Linked DNA regions of Mus musculus: regions 2 and 3 are each linked to region 1. A link is a contact called in public Hi-C and HiChIP or PLAC-seq data. All regions are on one chromosome and are shown on one strand. Each heading gives the region's core, a stretch centred on a gene start, on an enhancer-like site or on the middle of the called end of the contact. The rest is flanking DNA. Distances are from core to core; before and after follow the strand shown.

What was found. Hi-C and Micro-C count contacts between places; a contact is called where the count stands out from the background. HiChIP or PLAC-seq counts read pairs in DNA pulled down with a chosen protein or histone mark.
Region 2: a Hi-C map of embryonic stem cells shows a contact between it and region 1, with 2.2 times the contacts expected there. The contact joins the enhancer-like site here to the promoter of Slco2a1 in region 1. A contact is called at or near these places in 1 of 39 promoter capture datasets (hippocampal neurons), 1 of 484 Hi-C or Micro-C datasets (embryonic stem cells) and 2 of 115 datasets of contacts at active chromatin or transcription factors (extraembryonic endoderm stem cells and pancreatic cancer cells).
Region 3: an H3K27ac HiChIP or PLAC-seq map of extraembryonic endoderm stem cells shows a contact between it and region 1. The contact joins the promoter of Amotl2 here to the promoter of Slco2a1 in region 1. A contact is called at or near these places in 5 of 39 promoter capture datasets (the 3T3-L1 cell line, embryonic stem cells and liver), 3 of 484 Hi-C or Micro-C datasets (the HL-1 cell line, embryonic stem cells and pancreatic cancer cells) and 3 of 115 datasets of contacts at active chromatin or transcription factors (embryonic stem cells, extraembryonic endoderm stem cells and pancreatic cancer cells).

What each region holds. Positions count from the first base shown.
Region 1 is chr9:103,006,791-103,010,833 of GRCm38.p6, reverse strand. It overlaps Slco2a1 (solute carrier organic anion transporter family, member 2a1), which reads right to left and starts at 2,347. Exons shown (of 14, transcript NM_033314.4): 1 at 2,119-2,347. The coding sequence starts at 2,214.
Region 2 is chr9:102,691,439-102,695,481 of GRCm38.p6, reverse strand. No RefSeq gene overlaps it. Among named protein-coding and RNA genes, the nearest start is that of Gm46150, 9.6 kb to the right of the region's middle. Within about 2 kb of position 2,396, at least 18 of the 459 cell types and tissues checked have an H3K27ac peak or open chromatin away from gene starts, as enhancers often do. A contact at or near this core is called in embryonic stem cells, where this site is marked.
Region 3 is chr9:102,715,697-102,719,739 of GRCm38.p6, reverse strand. It overlaps Amotl2 (angiomotin-like 2), which reads right to left and starts at 1,936. Exons shown (of 10, transcript NM_019764.2): 1 at 1,838-1,936.

The sequences.
Region 1 (4,043 bases), core at 1,098-3,597:
TCCTGAGTGACCCAGGAAGTGAGTGTGGCCGGGCTGGGCCGTGGATCTGTATTCTCAGACTCTACTCCTCCCTCAGATCATGTGGCACATGGGTTTATAGCAACATCCGCTCTTGACAGTCCATCCCAGTGACAAAGATGCCAGCAAAGTGACAAGCTATTGGGCTGGATGTCCCTTGTCACCTGCCCCACTTGTGTCACTTGTGTCACCTTTCCCTTGCTGGGAAGGTATAAGGTAATCACCCAGCCTGTTATCAAGAGGAGAAAATCTCCCTTCGAATAGCAAAGGCCCAGGCATAGAGTCACCAGCAAGAAAAAGCTTAGCTAGGATCTCCACTCAGGTGTGCCTAGGGTCTCCAGGACGAACCTGGCTAAGGTGGGGGCTCTCCAAATTGCCTGTCATCTGATGCTTATTATCCTCCAACCAAGGAAATGTTTTAACAGACTCAAAACCTCTTGACTGATAAGAGCTCTTGACTCTCCCTTCTGAGGCCAACTGGCCTAGGTCCAGGTCTCAGGCATGAATCTCAGCATATGAATGTGGGTTTTATCTTATTTTTATATTTTTCAACGAAATGGCTGCCACCCACTTATTCTTAGGGGTTGGAGGTGCTGAGTCACTCTTGTCACCCTCACCATCAGGAATCCTGGGACAGCCACCTCTCTTTCCATTCTTGGGGAAAATGAGAGTGACCTCCTTCTCGTGCTGCCACAATCCCATTCCTTTGAGACCACCCATCCTTTAGACACACCCTTTCCTTCTAATTAGCAAGTTTTAAAAAAAATCTCCATAATTCTCCAAGTCCCTCTAAATTGGTAGAACCAAAATAATAAATGGAATTCCCATCCAGGTCTGGCTAGAGGGGAGGAGATCTGAGGACTGTTTTCAATTACCTCCAATTTTCTGTGTTAGGAATATTCCAATGGGAAATCAAGGTAGCCCTTTAAAACCATGGTGGTGGTGGTGGTAGTAACAAAAGAGGGATCCCCACGAGGAACCCCAGTTCTACCAGTAACAGCCTGAGGCAGAACATGCAGGTGGCATTCGCTCTGCCCCACCCCACCCCCCAAACCCCAGTCTCTTTCCGTTAGACACACATAGCCTGTTCACATTTCTCCAATCCTTCCATGTGAGGTCTGGGCACCCATTACATCTAAGGTAGGAATTGTGGGAAATAATCTCTCTGCACCATATGCTTGCCGGACCCCAGGGCGCCTGGATGTCTGACCAAGGTCGTCTAGCCCCTTCCAGGAGATACCTTCTTCAGGAACCTCTCTCCCAAATATTGTGAGGACGCAACCATTCCAGGTCCTTCAAGACCTGGGGGAAGTGGACCCTACTTTTGACCCTTACCAAAGAAGGCATTCTCATGCTAACAGCTTCCTCTTTTTTCTATTAACTCCTCATAACTCTCAGGCCACAGGCACCTCTGGTGGCCTTTCTCCATAAACCTCGAGTGCCTGCTGTTTTCTTGAGACCAGGAGAGCTGGGGAATCCTCAAAACTGCTGGGAGCTATGCAGCCAGGTAGCAATCTAATCTGCGACTCCCAACTATTGCAAAGATGAAAACCCAGGCAAGGAATGCAGGCTTCTACCATCCACTGAGACAAGGTGCCTGTGCTCTGACTTGCATCTCAGGCTGCCCACAGCCTGTTGCCCACAAGGTGCTGGCTAAACTCCTCTGCATCCCTTCTCATTAAGGAAGAGCGCATACCCACAGCAGAGACCCAACAGAATTCCCTGGAGGTGTTCTTTCTCCATGGAAGAACAGGACAGTTCCCCTTTACAAAGTTACGTCTGTTCTGATTATTACTCCCCACGAGAGCCTATGAGCATATGCGCGCAACACACACACACACACACACACACACACACACACAGAGAGAGAGAGAGAGAGAGAGAGAGAGAGAGAGAGAGAGAGAGAGAGAGAGAGGTGTCGCCCCCTCACGCTCACGCTCACGCGCCGGGCCAGGCCCCACGGATGTGGCACCGGGGACAGAGAAGGGAGCCGGGTGCAACCCAGAGCTCCCGGACTGGCCTCATCGACGTCCTAGGTTGTGTCACCCACTCTGCCGCCCTCCTGCCCCGAACACGAACACTACTCACAACACTACTCACCTTAATGTTGTTGAAGACCGAGCGGGAGCAACGTCTGGCTGGGACCGAGGAGGTGCCGCTGCCCTGGCGTGCTCCGGGCTTGGGCAGGAGCCCCATCGTGACTGAGGCGACGTCCCCTGACCGGGCCAAGGTGGTGGCGACAGGCCGGGGTCAGGTTCTGCGGGACTTGGGTGCTTCAGGCTTCAGCGGCGGTAGCCGGGCTATGGGGAGCGAGACGTGGAGACTGAGCGAGAGAGTGAGCGCCCAGAAGTTTTTATAAGTGGCAGCGATGATGAAACGCGCTCTCTCTCCTCCCTCTCTTCCTCGGGTGTCAGAGGTGCTGCTAGCCCCCGCCCAGCCGCTGTCGCCTCCCCCAGGCAGGTGTCTTGGGTCCTGGAGTCGCGGCTGCGGAAGCCCAGAGGCTCTGGGACTCGAGCTGGGTGAGCCTTGGCTGCCTATCAGGTCCTGCTGGCCAGGGTTGAGGGTTGGGGGTAGTGTGTGGGGAGATGGCGGGTCCCCGAGGAAGAGGAGACCGCGTATGGAGGAGGCAGGAGGCTGCAGGCCAGGAGAAACCTGGGGATTTAAGGTGGGCGCGGCACTGGGGAAGGGGTGGGGAGCTAGAGTGGACTCGAGGGGCACGGGGTGATGGAAGGGAGCGAGGAGTCTCTGTGGCTCTTGGGGTTGTCCAGAGCAGGGCTCTGCGTGTCTGCACTCGCTCCGCAAACCTGGGCCCTCGGTTCCGGTGATGGCTCTGAGACTCGCTGCCCAAGCTCTGTTTGTGCTGAGGACTGATTTATATTTAAACTGCTCTTTGCGCTGCAGAGGAGGGTGGGAAGGCGTAACAAGGTGGAGAGGTGGGGGCCGCCCCAGGGCTGGGCTCAAACTCACTGGACCGGAGCCAAGGTAAACTGCAGGCGCTGTCGAGTGTCAGCGGGTCTGGCCTGAAGTGCTGGGGGTTGGGACAAAAGGAAGCGCTGGTCTGACAGGGATTGCCCCAACCCTGACCTCCTCTGCGAGGCTGGAGTGAGCAAGATATTTTTTCCTCTCCTGGACTGGGACCTTAGGGAAAGAAGGTGAGCCTTTTCCAGAAAAAGACAAAATAGATCCCGCAAAAGCTCTTGAGGCAGTTCGGAGGAGGCGCCCTTCCAGCTTCCTACTCTATTGTCTTGGGCAGAACCACCTCTTCCAGCCCAGCCCAGGAAAAGATGCTGTCAATATGGAGAACAATATGGGTGAAGGATGGAGCCCACTGCTTCGTTATTTCTGAAGGCTGATGTTTTCTCAACTCTGGTCTGGTCGGTCTGGGGACTTCTTCCTACGCACTAGCAAGCGAGGCCAAGGACTCTGGACACAGCAATAATCCAGAGGCTGTTGGACAGTGGGCAACTTCTTCGTTGCTTTGTTCACCTGCAGAGAAAAGTACAGACAGACTGGCTCACTGGACCACCGTGGGACACAGGTAGTTAGAGGTGACAGTGTACACTGGACACAGAAGGCCCCATCCATGGTGGATTGTGCCTGATGCTATGTAGATTTCTTGTACCACCAGTGCTAGATCTAAGTGAGAGAGGGTTGCTTTGATGATCTGGACTTTACAGGTAAGGATGCCAGAGGGATCAATTAGAGGGACCAAAGCCACACTGCAAGGAAGTAATAGAACTAGACCCAGAACTCAGTGTTGCCTGATGCCAAAGCCCAGCCATGAAGCACTCTTGTGTAGAATGAAGGAGGGTGGAGGCCAGAGGACAGCCCCACGTGTTTCTCAGATGTCTTCCATCTTGTTTTTGAAACAGACTCACTGGCCTGGCATTGACCTGGGGCTGGCCAGCAAGCCACCTGTCTCTGCCTCCCCAGGCCTGTGATTATAAGTGCCTGCTGCCATAATTGTTCTCTTTGATTACATGGGATTGAACTCAGGTCCTCCTGCTTGCCAGGCAGGCCCACTA
Region 2 (4,043 bases), core at 1,147-3,646, 320 kb after region 1:
CTGCTTGAGTTCCAGTCCTGACTTCCTTTGGTGATGAACAGCAGTGTGGAAGTATAAGCCGAATAAACCCTTTCCTCCCCAGTTTGCTTCTTGGTCATGATGTTTGTACAGGAATAGAAACCCTAAGACAGGGGAGGGTGTTGTGGCTGGAACTGAATCTGAGGCCAAGCAGCAGGGGATGAGGGAGAGGTGTAGTTTCTCGGGGAGCACTATAAGGAGCTTCACTTCCCTCTGAAATGGGGCTCACACAGGGGTTACAGAATCTCACCTTTAACTCATGAGTATTCTCTCCATATCTTGAGATGAGACAGAAGGAATGCATTAGGGCTATACAAATACAGCAGTTATCGAGGGAAGAGGTCCTTGGGGCGTAGTCCAGGGAGAATCTCCAAGGAGGGGTGTCTTGAGATGTTCAAGTGGAGGCATTGGGGTGTGGGAGTGTGGGTGGAGTGGGAATTGTAGGATGTTGGGGGTACTTGGAGCTCAGACTGGACTGTTAAGTTAGGAAATCGTCAGTGAATACATGTGTTAGTCATCCTACCACTACTGTAATAAAATATCTGAGCTAGTGGACGTATAAAGAGAAAAGGTTTACTTTGGCCTATGGTTTTGGAGGGTCCAGTTCATAGGTAGGCAGACCCACTGCTTTTAGGCTTTGACGAGACAGGAGTGTGTGGTGGAGCGAAACTGCTCAGTTCATCACCAGAAAGCAAAATGGGAGCATGAGGAGGGGTAGTAGGCTTAGATTTTTTTCCAAGCCTACTTCAATAAGGGTTCTCAAATGCTTTGAGCCCCCTTCTAGCCCACTGTCCAAAGGCAGAGGAGAAAAGATGGTGAATTGGACAAGGGGATGTGGACCTGTTTAGAAGTAGTTCTTTGGAGGTGATTCCAATCTCCGTTAGTCAGGATAACAGCAGTTTGGTTCAGTAGTGTCAGGATACCAACAATCCAGTTCAAAAGTGTCACGATCCAGCAGAAACCGGCAGGTCTCTGTCGGATAGGCAGGAGTCAGTGGGAACAACTAAGATCAGCCGGAACGCCAGGAGTTCTCTGCCGTGCTTCTCTCAACAAAGCAGGGATCAGCTTAGACAGAAGACCAACAAAGAGTTGCACATCTAGCTATGCAAGCATCTGGTCACTGTCCGTCGAGTCCTACTTATACTCTCTCCAAACATCATGTGTCCTCTCTGGGTCTTACCTCAGCAAAAACATCACGTGAGTCTGCATCACATGACAACCAGAAATTCCCACTTCGAGGAGACACTAGTGTCCCACAATCCCCTTCAAGGACATATCTCCAATGACCCAAGGACCTCTCACTAGGCCCTGAATGATGGGTGCATGCTGCCAGCCAGCCAGAATCGTGGATGAAGAACCCACCTTTTGACAGGCCCACTTCTGTATCCCTGTGGCCACATCATCTTTGCAAGTCTCACTTGCCATACTGCATGCCTTTGCATTTAGGATGCCAGGTAGGACGCTGGCACTGTCATTCCTTTATGGAGCTCAAACCTGTCACTTAGCATCTCTGTACCTCAGGTTGTCCTGTCTGTAAAATGGGTACAAGTAATACTAAGATTAAAGGAATTTGTTTTGGCAGAATGCTTACAACAGCATCTGGGACACAACAACGGCTCAATATTTATTAGCTCTTGTCTATTTTATTTGTTTATTTATTTATTTAATTTATATGAGTACACTTTAGCTGTCTTCAGACACACCAGAAGGACAACAGGTCCACATCCCCTTATCCCTTAACAGCCAGGTCAAGTTCGGCTCCTTCTCTGAAGGGTTCCACCACCTCCTAATATCACCACTCTGGGGACGAAGCCTTTAACACTAGAGCCTTTGGGGGATCATCAAGATTCAAAGAATCTAGGGCTAGGGCTCAGTTGGTAGAGAGCTCGCCTAGCACGTAGGAAGTTCAGTTCCCTAGCACTGAATAAACCAGGTGTGGAGAATCTCCCTTGTAAGGTCAGCATTCCAGGATGGAAGCAGGAAGATCAGAGGTTTAAGGGCATCCAAGGCTCCACAGTGAGTTTGAGACCAAACTACATCCTAGTACTTAGGATCCAGGGATGGGTGTTGTCATCCCAGAAAACGATGCAGAGAAGACACAGAAATACTGGTTCTTTGCTTCCTGGGAGGGTTCAGCTTACGGTGTTGCTTCCTGTCAGAAGTGAACATTGACTTTGGGTTGGGCTATGTGAAGGTCACCTTTCATCATGTGACAAACGCAATATGAACAATCTAAACTGTGGTGAGATGCCTTTGGCTCCTGGTTTCACAGGTTTTATTCACCTCTGTTGCTTTGGACAAGAGGTGAAGTGAACATTGTAACAGCCAAACCTAGAAACAGACAAAGAGACGGGGCTATGGGCAATTCCCTCCCCCAGCTCCCACACCTGTCCATAATAAACCCCTTGTGATCTACTTCCTTAAACTAGGCCCTGCCCCTTAACAGGGCCAGGTCAAGTTCAGAACTTCTCAGAGAATTAACCCTTTGCTTACATCCAAGTCCTCATGATCCAGTCAGTACATCAGCTGTCAGTCAGACCCTTAACACACAACTCTTTGAGGGGAACGTTTCAGCTGTTAACGGTAACTCTGGCCACGTGACTTATCTGAGCAGTTACTGCCAGCAGCTTCGGTGCTGTATGAGTTTAGCAATCTAATGCTTCTGCTAGAAGACCATCCTCAAGGGAGTTGGGCCTTCTTCCAGGCCCAGGGACCTGATACAGTGACCAGAAGTGCCCCAGCTGTTTTACAAATCCCCAGTCTCAGCAGCGGAAGCTGGCCTACAATGCTGAACCAGAAAGAGGCCTTAACCAGGTGCAGTGCTCAAGCCCTGTAATCCCTGCATTTGGGAAGGGGGGGGGGAGGGAGAGGGGGAGGGGGGAGGGGAGGGGGGCTCAAGGCCAGCTGGGGCTAACCAGGGAGTCTGTCTCAAAAACAAAACAAAATAAAAATGGCAGGAAGAAAGGAAATGGAAAGGAAAGAAAAAGGCCTCTTTTTTGTTGTTGTTCATGGTAGGCCACTAACCCTCTCCGCTCAGATCTCACTAGACAAGGTGGGGAACTGGGTCTTGCCTTCAGCAGGTAACTCAGGAGCGGGTCACCCGCTTACCAGGCCTGGCACTTTCCCATCGGCTCCTAAGTCTTTCTGCAGTACTGTCTGTCACTGCTCCTTTCCTGAGGAGGAAGGCCAAATTTAGAGACCCTGAGTCTGAGTTGGAAGCCTTGCCTTTCTTGGGAGGCCGAGCAGGGAAGCAGAACAGATCTTGCCATCTGGAAACCTGTGAAAGGAGACTTTGGGGGTTTTTGTTAGGTTTTTTTGTTTGTTTGTTTTGTTTTGTTTTTCTTTTTTTACCACGTGGTGTGCGCACCAGGTGTACCTCTTTATCTGCACACATTTGAGGCGCATGAACATATGTGCTTGAAACCCGGGGAGGTGGTGTGGGCACTGAGCTTGTAGAGAGGATACCCCTCTGTGAAAGGGATTCGGTTCTGTTCCAGAAGAAAGTCCATACAACACCAGGCATCGGCATTCCCAGTATTTCCCTCCAGTCTGATTTCATGCTCTCCCCCGCCCCGCCCCGTACCCCGTTTGTAGGGAGAATTATTGATGGAAATTCTAGAAGATTTAGGGTCAAAGAAGGCCAGAAAAAAAAAAAAAGAAAGGAAGGAAGGAAGAAAGAAAGAGAAAGAAAGAAGAAAATGAAAAGTTTCCTACCTTTAACCCATTAGGAACCTTAGTGCAATAATGCTTTAAATAACTACAGCCTCTCTCAGAATGGCCTGAGACACCTCACCCCCAAAACTTGCTTCAGGTAGGACAAAGGGTGTCATAAAATAAAGTGACTCTCAGCATAAAACAGGGTGAGACTTCTCTTGTCTGTTATCAAAAGGCCCCATTTGCTCTTCACTCTTCTGCCACGACTCCCTCTGAGAACTCCGACAGCTGTGTTTCTCCTTCCCACAGTGCATACTCTTTATTAAAACTTTTATATGCATTCTGGTCTGGTAAATATTTTACCCCCAAGC
Region 3 (4,043 bases), core at 687-3,186, 290 kb after region 1:
TGCTTATCATTGTAACATTTATGGAGATTTAGCTGATCTTACAGATATACAACAGAAAACCAGAAGGCTATCTCATATCACAGTCCCCGGCAGTCAGCCATTACCCCAAACAATCTCATGGGCAAACTGTAGGACAGGCGTCCATCAAATTCAACCACTTAGCAATAGGGTTCCCAGTTTACTGGCAGGCGGTAAAGAAAGAATGTAGCCCAGCAGAAAGAAGCCCTAAGCAAATAATTCCATTGATTCTTTAGAATAAAGACGCGTGAGCCAGACCCTGGGCTCAAAGGCTGCTGATAAAATAAATCTGAGTCTCCCTGTCACAGATGACCTTAGCAGCCACTCTGCAAGGTGAGCAGCACAAGAAGCCCCATGGAAATTGGTGAGGAGGCAGAGGGGAGCTTGCAGTAACTGAGCCAGGGAAACATTTTCCATGACCACCAACCTCTTTTCTTGGCACACACATTTGCTACTTAGAAAAACCCCTCCCTACGTGTATGCTAGAGGCACACAGGGGATGATCCCTCTGCATCTCTGTTGATATTAGTAACAACTACCTATGCCAGTTGATGGGGTAATGAGGCGAGGGGGGAGACAAAGGAAGGGGGTGGTGGCCCCTTTCTGTGCCATACTAATGCTAGCCCCCTGTCCTACCTCAGTTTGGGAATGGTATGTTGGCAGAGCTGGAGAAAGGTAATGAGCCCTGACGATACCCAAGCCAGCAACTAATCCTCCCCCCCCCCCCCAACTGCACCCTGCAATGTGTAAGACTTGAAGAGTCTGCTCACACGCGGCTTTTTCTACGCGGTATTTCCTAAGTTAATCACTGTCTGGGCTGACTCGCGCTAAGGATCCGGGAGCGGCTAGAAGGAATGCTGAGCCTTCCCGGCAGATTCCAGGCGCGCCGACTATGAGCCAGGCTCTCGGAGCACCGAACATTTCCGAGGCCTTTCATCGCACAAACGTCCCAATCGAATCCCCTAGATGCACAATCTTTCTTTCAAATACTTATATAAGAGCACTTACTGAAAATCAACTTCCTTACACGGGCGCTGTACCTGGGCTGCACTGGAGCGCTGCACTCGGAAAACCAGCCACCTTTCTAAGCAAACACGGGTCTCTGGCCTTGGCCTGGGCTCACTCCAGCAAAAGGAACCAACGCTAGTCTCCAAGTCAACCAGGCCAGTCCAGGGTCCCGGCGTTACTCACCTCTACCGAGGCAGACCACTAGCACCGGTGGCTGCCCGAGCGCCCCGGGCGAGCAAAACCCGCAACCGCGAGAGGTCTTTAAGCATCGCGGGTACGCCTCTCTCCCTAACCCTCTTTGTTTTCCAAATACTTCAGCGCTGACGTCACCGGACTGGACAGCAGGCTGCATTCTTTCTAAGTGAGAGCCAGTTCGTGGCTCCGCAGAGGATTTTCCAAGGAAGACAAAGAGGAATTCTTGAGCTAGCTGAGGGTAAAAGCCACCTGTATCCCCAATCCAGACAAAGCAGCCACGGTAACCTCATAATTCAGCGAGATATGCCTACCGCAGCTTTTCACTTGCCCCGCACGCGAGACGCACACTCCCAAACACTGATCCTCTGTCCTTCCTCCAGCCCCAGTGGGTCGGAGAATGGTGTCCTCACCCCCACAAAAGCGCGAGCAGTCTAGGCTAGACACCCAGGATCGATCCTCGAAAGGGTTCACAGTCTCCCCTCCCGCTCCCGGGGAGGCTCGTCCACCCCAGCTCCGATCTCCAGAAAGGGTCGGACTGATCGCGGTGTCCCGCTGCTGCTGGGAAGCGTCCCCGCCGGCCTCGCGCACTGCCCGGAGTGCCCGGCACCTTGCTTACCGCTGCGGCCCGCGGCTGCCGGCGCACGCAGACCCGGTTCGGCTTAGGTACAGTCAGCAACGGAGGTGCGCACTAGTCGGTGGCGCCGATGATCTGCTTGCTCGCGCCCCAGTGCGCAGCCTCTAGGTCAGCCCGCGCTGGAGGCGGCTGCTATGCCAGGAATGTGAGAGTTTCAGGTTCCCCCTCGGGATCAAAGCGAACCACAAATAACCTCTCAGCGCGCCGCCCTCCTCCGCTCTCCGCCTCCCTCCGCTCCCCGGGCCAGCCCCCGCCTTCCTCCCGGGAGGCGGCGCTGCGGCTGGCCGCTGGGCTGGCCTCAGCCTTGTCCCCTTGCCACTCTGGGCTCTGGCGGCCGTGCGGCATTCATTCCCTGCCACCCTGCTTTGTGTCCTAGCTGTTGGGAGTGTCTTAACCAACTCGTCCCAAGATCGCCCCACCACTGCCCGCACCGGGTTCTCACCCTCCATTCCTACAGGCACCGAGGGACGACTCCAGGGATCAGCCTCTCACGCCCCTATGGTGGCTGTAAGAAGGGTCTGTGGCGTTTTGGAAATGGCGGGAGGACTGCACAGCAGTTCACATCCGCCCAGCCTTGACAGTGTTGCAGACGAAACGATGTTTCGGCCCGCCGCTGCCCAGCCTCTTTCCTAACTCCTACTATTTCACCCCCCAGCGGCAAACTTTGAATTGCACTTTTATTGTTTACAAACACCTTGGCCAGCTCTTTTAATCCTGCCTCTACAGGAAGTGTGTGAATCTGGGTTGAAAATCTGGTGGATTTAACCCACTACCTAACTAAATGAATCAACCACTCACTGGGCATTCGGTCCAACTCCTCCCTAACTCCGCTCATCTTTAAGCCAAGCACGCGGCGGGTCACCACTTGCTTTTTACTCGGCCATCCGACTCCAGTAACCCTCCGACGGTGCTCTTATCATGTCTGTAATAAATAAGAAACCAAGGTTCAGAGAGTCTAAACAACTTGCCTAGGGTCACACAGAGAGTAGCCAATGAAGCCAGGTCCCTTTTCTTGGTCTTCAAAATCCGGTCTCCGTAACCTGACAAGGCAGAGAGTCTCTGCTTCCACCTACCTGTCCCGAGTTTCAGTGTCTTTTCCACCTCGTCTACACCTAGCCAACCCTCTTTGTCTTCCGCTTCTCTGGCTTTTGGTGTGGAATCGACTCCTTTGTCATTTGGACCCTTCTACTTCCCCAGGAGACTCCTCCAGCTTAGCTGCTCTGACTCCCTCCCCTCCCCGCCCCCCCCACCCTCTTTCTGGTTAGAGCGTGCATTCCTCAGTCCCATCCACCTCGAATCAGGACCAATTTCTGCTGCGGGACTGCCGGGCCCAACCCCCTCCTTCCCTCGGCGTTCTCAATTCCTAAGTTTGCTGGAGGGGACCAAGGACAAGAAACCTTTCAAACTCAATAGTCAGGGATGTGGTTATTTTTGTATAAAGCTTTCCTTTAAAAGGGAGGGGTTCTCAGGAGTTAACCCCCCTTGCTGCCTTTACAGAGGATGTGCCTTCGATTCCCAGCACCTACCTGGTGGTTCACAGCCATCTGTAACTCCAGTTCCAGAGGATCTGATAGGCAATTCTAAATTATGCTGGTACGAGGCACCTACATGGTGTTTGACCGTACATGCAAGCAAAGCATTCATACATATAAGATAAAACAAAAAGCCTAAAAAGAAAACAAAAAAATGTGTATATGTTTTACTTGAAATCCAAATATTGCATTTTAGATTCTGTTTGTGTCTGACACAGATGAGAAAATAACAAATGTGCCAAGCTAAAGGCTACCTTACAAAGAGAAATTGTGGCTCGCACACACACACCATTGTCCCCGCTGGCTGCGGTAGGAGCCTATGACAAAGACTAGAGAAGGGATTCCCAGGTGCCCTCACTTCATGGGCAGCATTCTTGGAAACCCTTGGTGGAGAGACACCTACTAGGTGCAGGCACATATGCTCTGCATTACAAAATCAGGGGAAAGGCCATATGGCGCAGTCCTGGGATTCACTGACACCTAACAAATGTTTGACTAACAAGCATTCCTGAGATACTCTGAGAAAGGGGCCAGTTTAAGGCAGCTAGAATCCAAAGGTTCAATTTGGGGGGGTGGGCAAGCCTACTTCAGTCCAAAACAAGCCCTGAGTCAGTTTAGGTATGTGGCTCAAAGGGACAGAGTCTGGGGAGGGAGTC